Linked DNA regions of Danio rerio: region 2 is linked to region 1. The links are chromatin contacts, called in public Hi-C maps. All regions are on one chromosome and are shown on one strand. Each heading gives the region's core, a stretch centred on a gene start, on an enhancer-like site or on the middle of the called end of the contact. The rest is flanking DNA. Distances are from core to core; before and after follow the strand shown. Region 1 holds the start of mcm3 (minichromosome maintenance complex component 3). Region 2 holds the start of hnrnpub (heterogeneous nuclear ribonucleoprotein Ub).

The links. A called contact is a pair of places that touch in the nucleus more often than the background predicts.
Region 2: a contact with region 1 is called in a Hi-C map of hematopoietic stem cells, with 2.4 times the contacts expected there. The contact joins the promoter of hnrnpub here to the promoter of mcm3 in region 1. A contact is called at or near these places in 1 of 18 Hi-C or Micro-C datasets (hematopoietic stem cells) and 1 of 4 datasets of contacts at active chromatin or transcription factors (embryo).

Annotation. Positions count from the first base shown.
Region 1 is chr20:38,049,337-38,052,462 of GRCz12tu, forward strand. It overlaps mcm3 (minichromosome maintenance complex component 3), which reads left to right and starts at 1,458. Exons shown (of 17, transcript NM_212567.2): 1 at 1,458-1,565; 2 at 1,729-1,841; 3 at 3,075-3,126. The coding sequence starts at 1,491.
Region 2 is chr20:38,347,861-38,350,986 of GRCz12tu, forward strand. It overlaps hnrnpub (heterogeneous nuclear ribonucleoprotein Ub), which reads left to right and starts at 1,633. Exons shown (of 13, transcript NM_001033595.2): 1 at 1,633-2,216. The coding sequence starts at 1,781.

The sequences.
Region 1 (3,126 bases), core at 208-2,707:
ATAAACAATTATATATATATATATATATATATATATATATATATATATATATATATATATATATATATATATATATATATATATATATATATATTTTTTTTTTTTTTCCCCTGATAATGTCTTCTAAATTGAACAATTTCATGAACGATTTACAGACCTGTATGTTGTAGGTTCAGTTCCAATATGTACTGTAATTTTATTGACAGTTGTTCACATCTCCAAAGGGAGTTTGTTTGTTGTAAATAAGGGTGTATTTATTATTTCTAACAATGCTGTGAATAAATTAGAATTACAAAGAGCAAATGCAGTAAAAATGTGAAACATACATATTCAGTGTCTTGTACTTGGATACCTTACTAAATGCAGTGATTTCGAAATTTACAGTAGTTATTTTACACGAGTAAACTGTCATAATTAAAACATGACAAAGCCATCTTGTTCATAAATAATGGTGTCAGGACTTTTCATTTCGATGACACTCACACTTTCATTGATATGAATAGAATACTTGCTTTTGAGGAATGACCTATACGTTTTGAGCAAGTGACACGCTTTTGCAGGTTATCAACTAGATCTTGCAGTTTGCACTAATTGTTTTGAGAAATGCATTAACTGTTGTGCAAATGTAAATAATGTTGTGAAAAATGCACCAAAGCCACTGAGAAAAACTAGTTGAGAGAGATAAAGAGAGATCAACCACGAGATGGCGGTAAAGCAGATACATCTACTCTTTGTATAATACAATTACTTGTTCTTAAACGCAAAAATATCGACATGATCAGGAAATGTATTCAATAAAAGTGCTGAAAAGGTAAAGAAAACATTTTGTTAGGCTTACAATTTTTCAGTCATCACTATCATTACATTTTCTTTATTCAGTGAAAGCGAATGGTGACTGAAGCTATCATTACGTTTTAAACCATTTGGTACGGAGATAGGACAAGTTCTTCACCTGCAGTCAAACATCCATATTCTGCAATAGGCCCGTATTTTAATTGTGAATGAATAAGCCCTATATTGGTCATAAGCGATAAAAAGAAATCAAGCCTATCTTGTACTTTAATTATATTCAGTATCATTAATTGTAGCAAACAAAGTTTGTTCTCTCATTCTGTATATCATAGGGAAGTAAAATTCTTGATTTGAGAATTAATAAACGAATTTACAGGCAAAGGACAAAAAATGTCTGCATCCATTAGCTCTCAGATCTGCTGCATCTCTGGCTGTGCGCGCATGCGCAAAACCGCCTCACTTTTCGCGCGAAATACTCGAGTGGGTTGGGAAAAATCTTCCTTCCGAGGATTTGATTGGACGCCGCAACCCAAGAGGCAGAATATGTTACTGAGTCACTGGTGTGTTGGCCAATCAGTGCTCAGTTTTAACTGCGAGAGAAGTCTGGTGGCGCGAAAAGGCACACAACAGTGCTGCGACAGACACGAGGTGTTCTGCACTGAACTTTTCTTCATACTTTAAAAAGATCTGTAGCAAAAATGGCTGCTGAAGTTGTGGACGATCAGGAAATGAGGGAGGCTCAGAGGGATTACTTGGATTTTCTTGACGACGACGTAAGCATAAATAAGTTATTATATGTTTATTAGAGGTTGAATTGCTGTAGTAAAGGTGCCTTATAGGAACAAAGGCCCACACCCACGTAACATTTTTCGTAGAATTTTTAAAGCATATTTTGCCTGTTTACAACTTTATTCTTGCGTTTTTACTCTTTTCCAGCAAGACCAGGGCATCTACCAGAGCAAAGTACGGCAGATGATCAGCGAAAACAAATCCAGGCTCATTGTAAACCTCAACGACCTGCGACGACGAAATGAAAAGCGAGCAGCAAAGTATGTCTAGTTTGTTCCCCTTCACTACTACACCATGTGCACATGTATGATCAGGTCATGCTATTATAATTTGCAAGTATATTTCCACGCGTAATAACATCATAACTACACGCATTTTATATTGTACCGAAATTGAAGGGGTAGTTCACCCATAAAATGAACATGTACTGATGTACTCTCCCTCAAGGGGTTCCAAACGGTTTTTGGTTTACTTTTTCTGGCAAACAAAAGGAGATATTTAGAAAAATGTTTGAAACCTATGATCCTTTACTCGTAGGAAAACAATAAATACCATGTAAGTCAATTACATGTTTTCACAATTTTATAAATAAGTTGATTTATGTTCAACAGAAGAAAAGAAACTTAAACAGGTTTGAGACAATAAAGGGTGAGTAAATGATGATGAAAATTTCAGTTTTCGGTGAGCTATCCCTTAGTTAGTTGATCTCACAATTAAATTGTCACCATTATGTTGTTTTAGATGCAAAAGATGAGATACTGAGATACTGGTTTGAAAGTATATTAACATAAAACTTGTCATAAAGATAGTAAATAAAACAGTCCACATGAATTAAGCCGTTTAATTCAAGTATTCTAAAAACACAATTGTTTTTTTTTTCAAGGAACAAATTTGAACACATAAATATCTTACCATAAACAGAAGCAACCTTGCTTGATTAACACTGGAAAGCGTTGGTTCTTGTGGAAGCCACAATGTGTCATGTGACATGTACGAATGAACCCTACTGGTCCTTATACATCAAGCATGCTTGAGCGTCTGTGACCAAATCTCAACAGGACAGAAATCAAATCAAAGTCCAAATTTAAACCAGTCGGAGACAAAGTATTCAATATGTAAATGTAAAACACGTCCCTCTGCAATAGAAGTCTATCTATATCCCCGCCCCTTCTCGGAACCTTCATTTGTTCAATGCCAGCATATCGTAAAATCGAATAGTTATGTTTCAGTGCATTAAAATGAACAGAACTAGGACTTCATTGATAATTTAATGGTAAATTCTGTGTTCAGAAATTCGTGGTTTAGCTTACATCGGTGAAACAACACATCGTTTTTCCTGATTATTATTATTTTGTTTACTGGCTTGTTGGTTGATTGGTGTGGTTTTTGTGTTCTTGGTGTGAGGTGTAAAGCTTGACTATTTGTTATTTAAGACTTTAACATTATTAAGTGTGACCGTGTTTTCATTGACACGAGCATTCTCTTTCCCTCAGGCTGTTGAATAACGCTTTTGAAGAGCTCCTGGCATTCCAGCGAGCCCTGAAA
Region 2 (3,126 bases), core at 383-2,882, 300 kb after region 1:
TAAAAATTTTTCAATTATTTGTTTTCTTAAGTTGAATGCACAACCAAACATAATAAAGGACCTGTTTTTTTTGTTAAAGCTAAATCTTTACTGATTTTACTGCTAGACTGGGCTATGATTAAAGATGGGGGACACATCTGCGCAGAGGTAAAAATTACGTTCCAAATCAAATTTTTAGACCCTCACTAAACAAAATGTGACAGAAAACGATGTTATAATTTATAGTATCATTTATACTTCTAGGTATTTATTTGGGGGCCCTCAGATTTCCTGGGGCCCTAAGTGGCTGCTTTCCTTGCTTATTGGTTAAATCTGCCCCTGCACATGGGTTTCCTCCAGGTGCTCCAGTTTCATCCACAGTCCAAAGACATGCGCTATAAGTGAATTGAATAAGTTAAATTGGCCATAGTGTATGTATGTGAATGAGTGTGTATGGGTGTTTCCCAGTACTGGGTTGCAGCTGAAAGGGCATCCGCTGCGTAAAACACATGCTGAATAAGTTGGCGGTTCATTCCTTTGTGGCGTCCCTTGATGAATAAAGGGACTAAGCCGAAAATGAATGAATGAATGAATGAATGAATTTTGCTGTTGTCAACAAAGATTTCCTGTAAGTCATTCTTGGCTAAAAAAAAAATCTTGTTAAGCAGGTAGGAGGTATTTAAACATTGCAAGACAATGATATGAACGCTGTAAAATGTATTGAGAAAGTAAAAGCTCGATTTGCAAATATTTTTGAGTGATTGTGAACAGAGCCAGGGTAATGTATTTTTTTCAGTGATCGTATATTCAATGTATTAGGCTTTTGCTTAATAATACAATTCATAAATGATAATAAATTCACAAATCGCATTTGGTTTATTGGTATATTTTGCCTATAACCAAAAAATAGGCTTGTTTGAAAAAAAAAAAAATTTTTTTTCTTTTATACCAAATATCATTACAATTTAAAGATCATATTTCATTTATTTATTTACTTGAACATTTACTGTAAATATAACAAAATATATCATCTTGGGTCACCACAGCAGAATGAACCACCAGCTTATCCAGCATATTTTACGCAGCGGATGCCCTTTCAGCTGTAACCCATCACTGGGAAACATCAATGCAATTTCATTCGCACACATTCACTATGGACAATTTAGCTTATCTAATTCATCTATACCAAATGTGTTCGGACTTTTTGGGGAAACCAGAGCACTAGGAGGAAGCCCACACAGACATGGGGAGAAAATTGTCCTATCCTAACAAAGTACATTAATGGAAAGCTTAATTATTCAGCTTTAAAGCATTTTAAAATTCCTGCTTATCCCCCCAAATTCACTCAACTGCTGAAGAAAATACTTAAATGTACATGATTAATATGCTTGAATTAAACGTATTGAATTTTTTGTTAATTCCTTTGTGTACTTTTTTATGTATAACTCTGTATTCCCGTTTAAATGAATAAATAAATAAATAAATAAATAAATAAATAAATAAATAAATAAATAAAAAAGAATAATAAACACCCGAATTCATCTACCAAAATGGGGGCATGTTTAAAAGTCGAGGAGGATCATTTGTGCTGGACACGCCCATGTTTCCTCGGCACAGTAGATTTGGGAGGGGTCTGAGTACCTAAGGCGCCATTGAATTGTTTTGCCGGTGGACAGACGCAGAATCACCGCGGCTGTGTGCAACTCACAGAAGCGAAGCGGCCGTCGGCTCCCCTGCATTGCTATATTCAAACAACCGAGTCTCTCTGTTTTTATTAGACCATCTACGCTAAATCGACAAGATGAGTGAAATCAACGTGAAAAAGCTTAAGGTGAACGAGCTGAAGGACGAGCTAAAGAAGCGGCAGCTCTCTGACAAGGGGTTGAAGGCCGAGCTCATGGAGCGTCTGCAGGCCGCGCTCGACGCAGAGGCCCAGGCCCAAGAGGAAGAAACGACCGCGCCAGGGACTACAGAAGGTAGTAAGGTAGGAAACGATGCCGATGGAAACGGCGTTGCAGCCGAACAAGAAGGTACGGGTGAAGAAGAGCCGGAGGGGGAAAACATGGAGGCCGAGGAGCAGAATGGGGAAGGAGATGAAGCCGCCGGTCAGGACGACGAAATGGGAGAGGAGGAGGAGGAGGAGGAGGACGACGACGCCGGGGAGGAAATAGACAAAGCCTTAGACGATGAAGATGATGAAGAAGACGATATCATTGACAAAATCGACGTTGAAGACGGTGAGCTTTAATCTCATCCATTAGAGGGTGAGTTTTTTGGTGTAAAAAGCGGTTTTCTGGACGCGGGAGGATCGAATTCACGTGCGCATTGAAGCCGGTGAGATCATCGTTTAGCATAGGTGGCTAATGGCTAACCGGGAGCTATTGTGTATGTAGCCGACGTGCTAATCCTTTGGATTTGAGTTTAGTTTCTGTACTAGCTCTGAGCTTTTTTTAAAGATTGAGTTTACGGTTTTGAGTTTTATTTTTTATTTATTTGTTTGTTTTCAGTGTAACGTTATGCTAGTTAAGCTAAGTTAGTCGAAACGCCCGCGCTAGCTAGCCTTTTGTCTTTTGGTTTGTTGGTTATTGTGCATATTTTGTTCTGAATGACTATATATTTGCGCTATAATCTGCAAAATAACAGTTTTTTGTTATATCTTTTTATTTTGGTCGGTTTGGCTAATTTAGGCAACGGTGAAATGTCTCGCGAGAGAATAGCCTCGCTGCATGCTCGAGGCGCGCTGTTCTCGCGTGGACGCGGACGTTGTTGTGCAGAAAACCTTATGGTAGATAATGCAGAATTGATGGGATTAGAGCGGAAAATGAGTGATAAGGTTGGAGTCGTATTTTTCAAATTTATTTGATCACATATTAGATGGAGCGTCCAAAGAAAAGGCCATTGTTTAGTTTCTGTTCAGAATTCAAGATGGCGCCGTCTGCTTCCGTTCGAGGTCAGTTCAGGATAATAAATTGACGCTGTTCGCCTAATGATGCTCATTCAAGATGTGAGCATTTATTGTATAGCCAGCTGCAGAAGCCTACATATAAAACACATATTGTAACATAATATTCACTTGTGAATGCATTACATTGTTGCAAAGAAAAGCACTTGATACACAATTGTTTGCACCACCCATATTATTTTTGT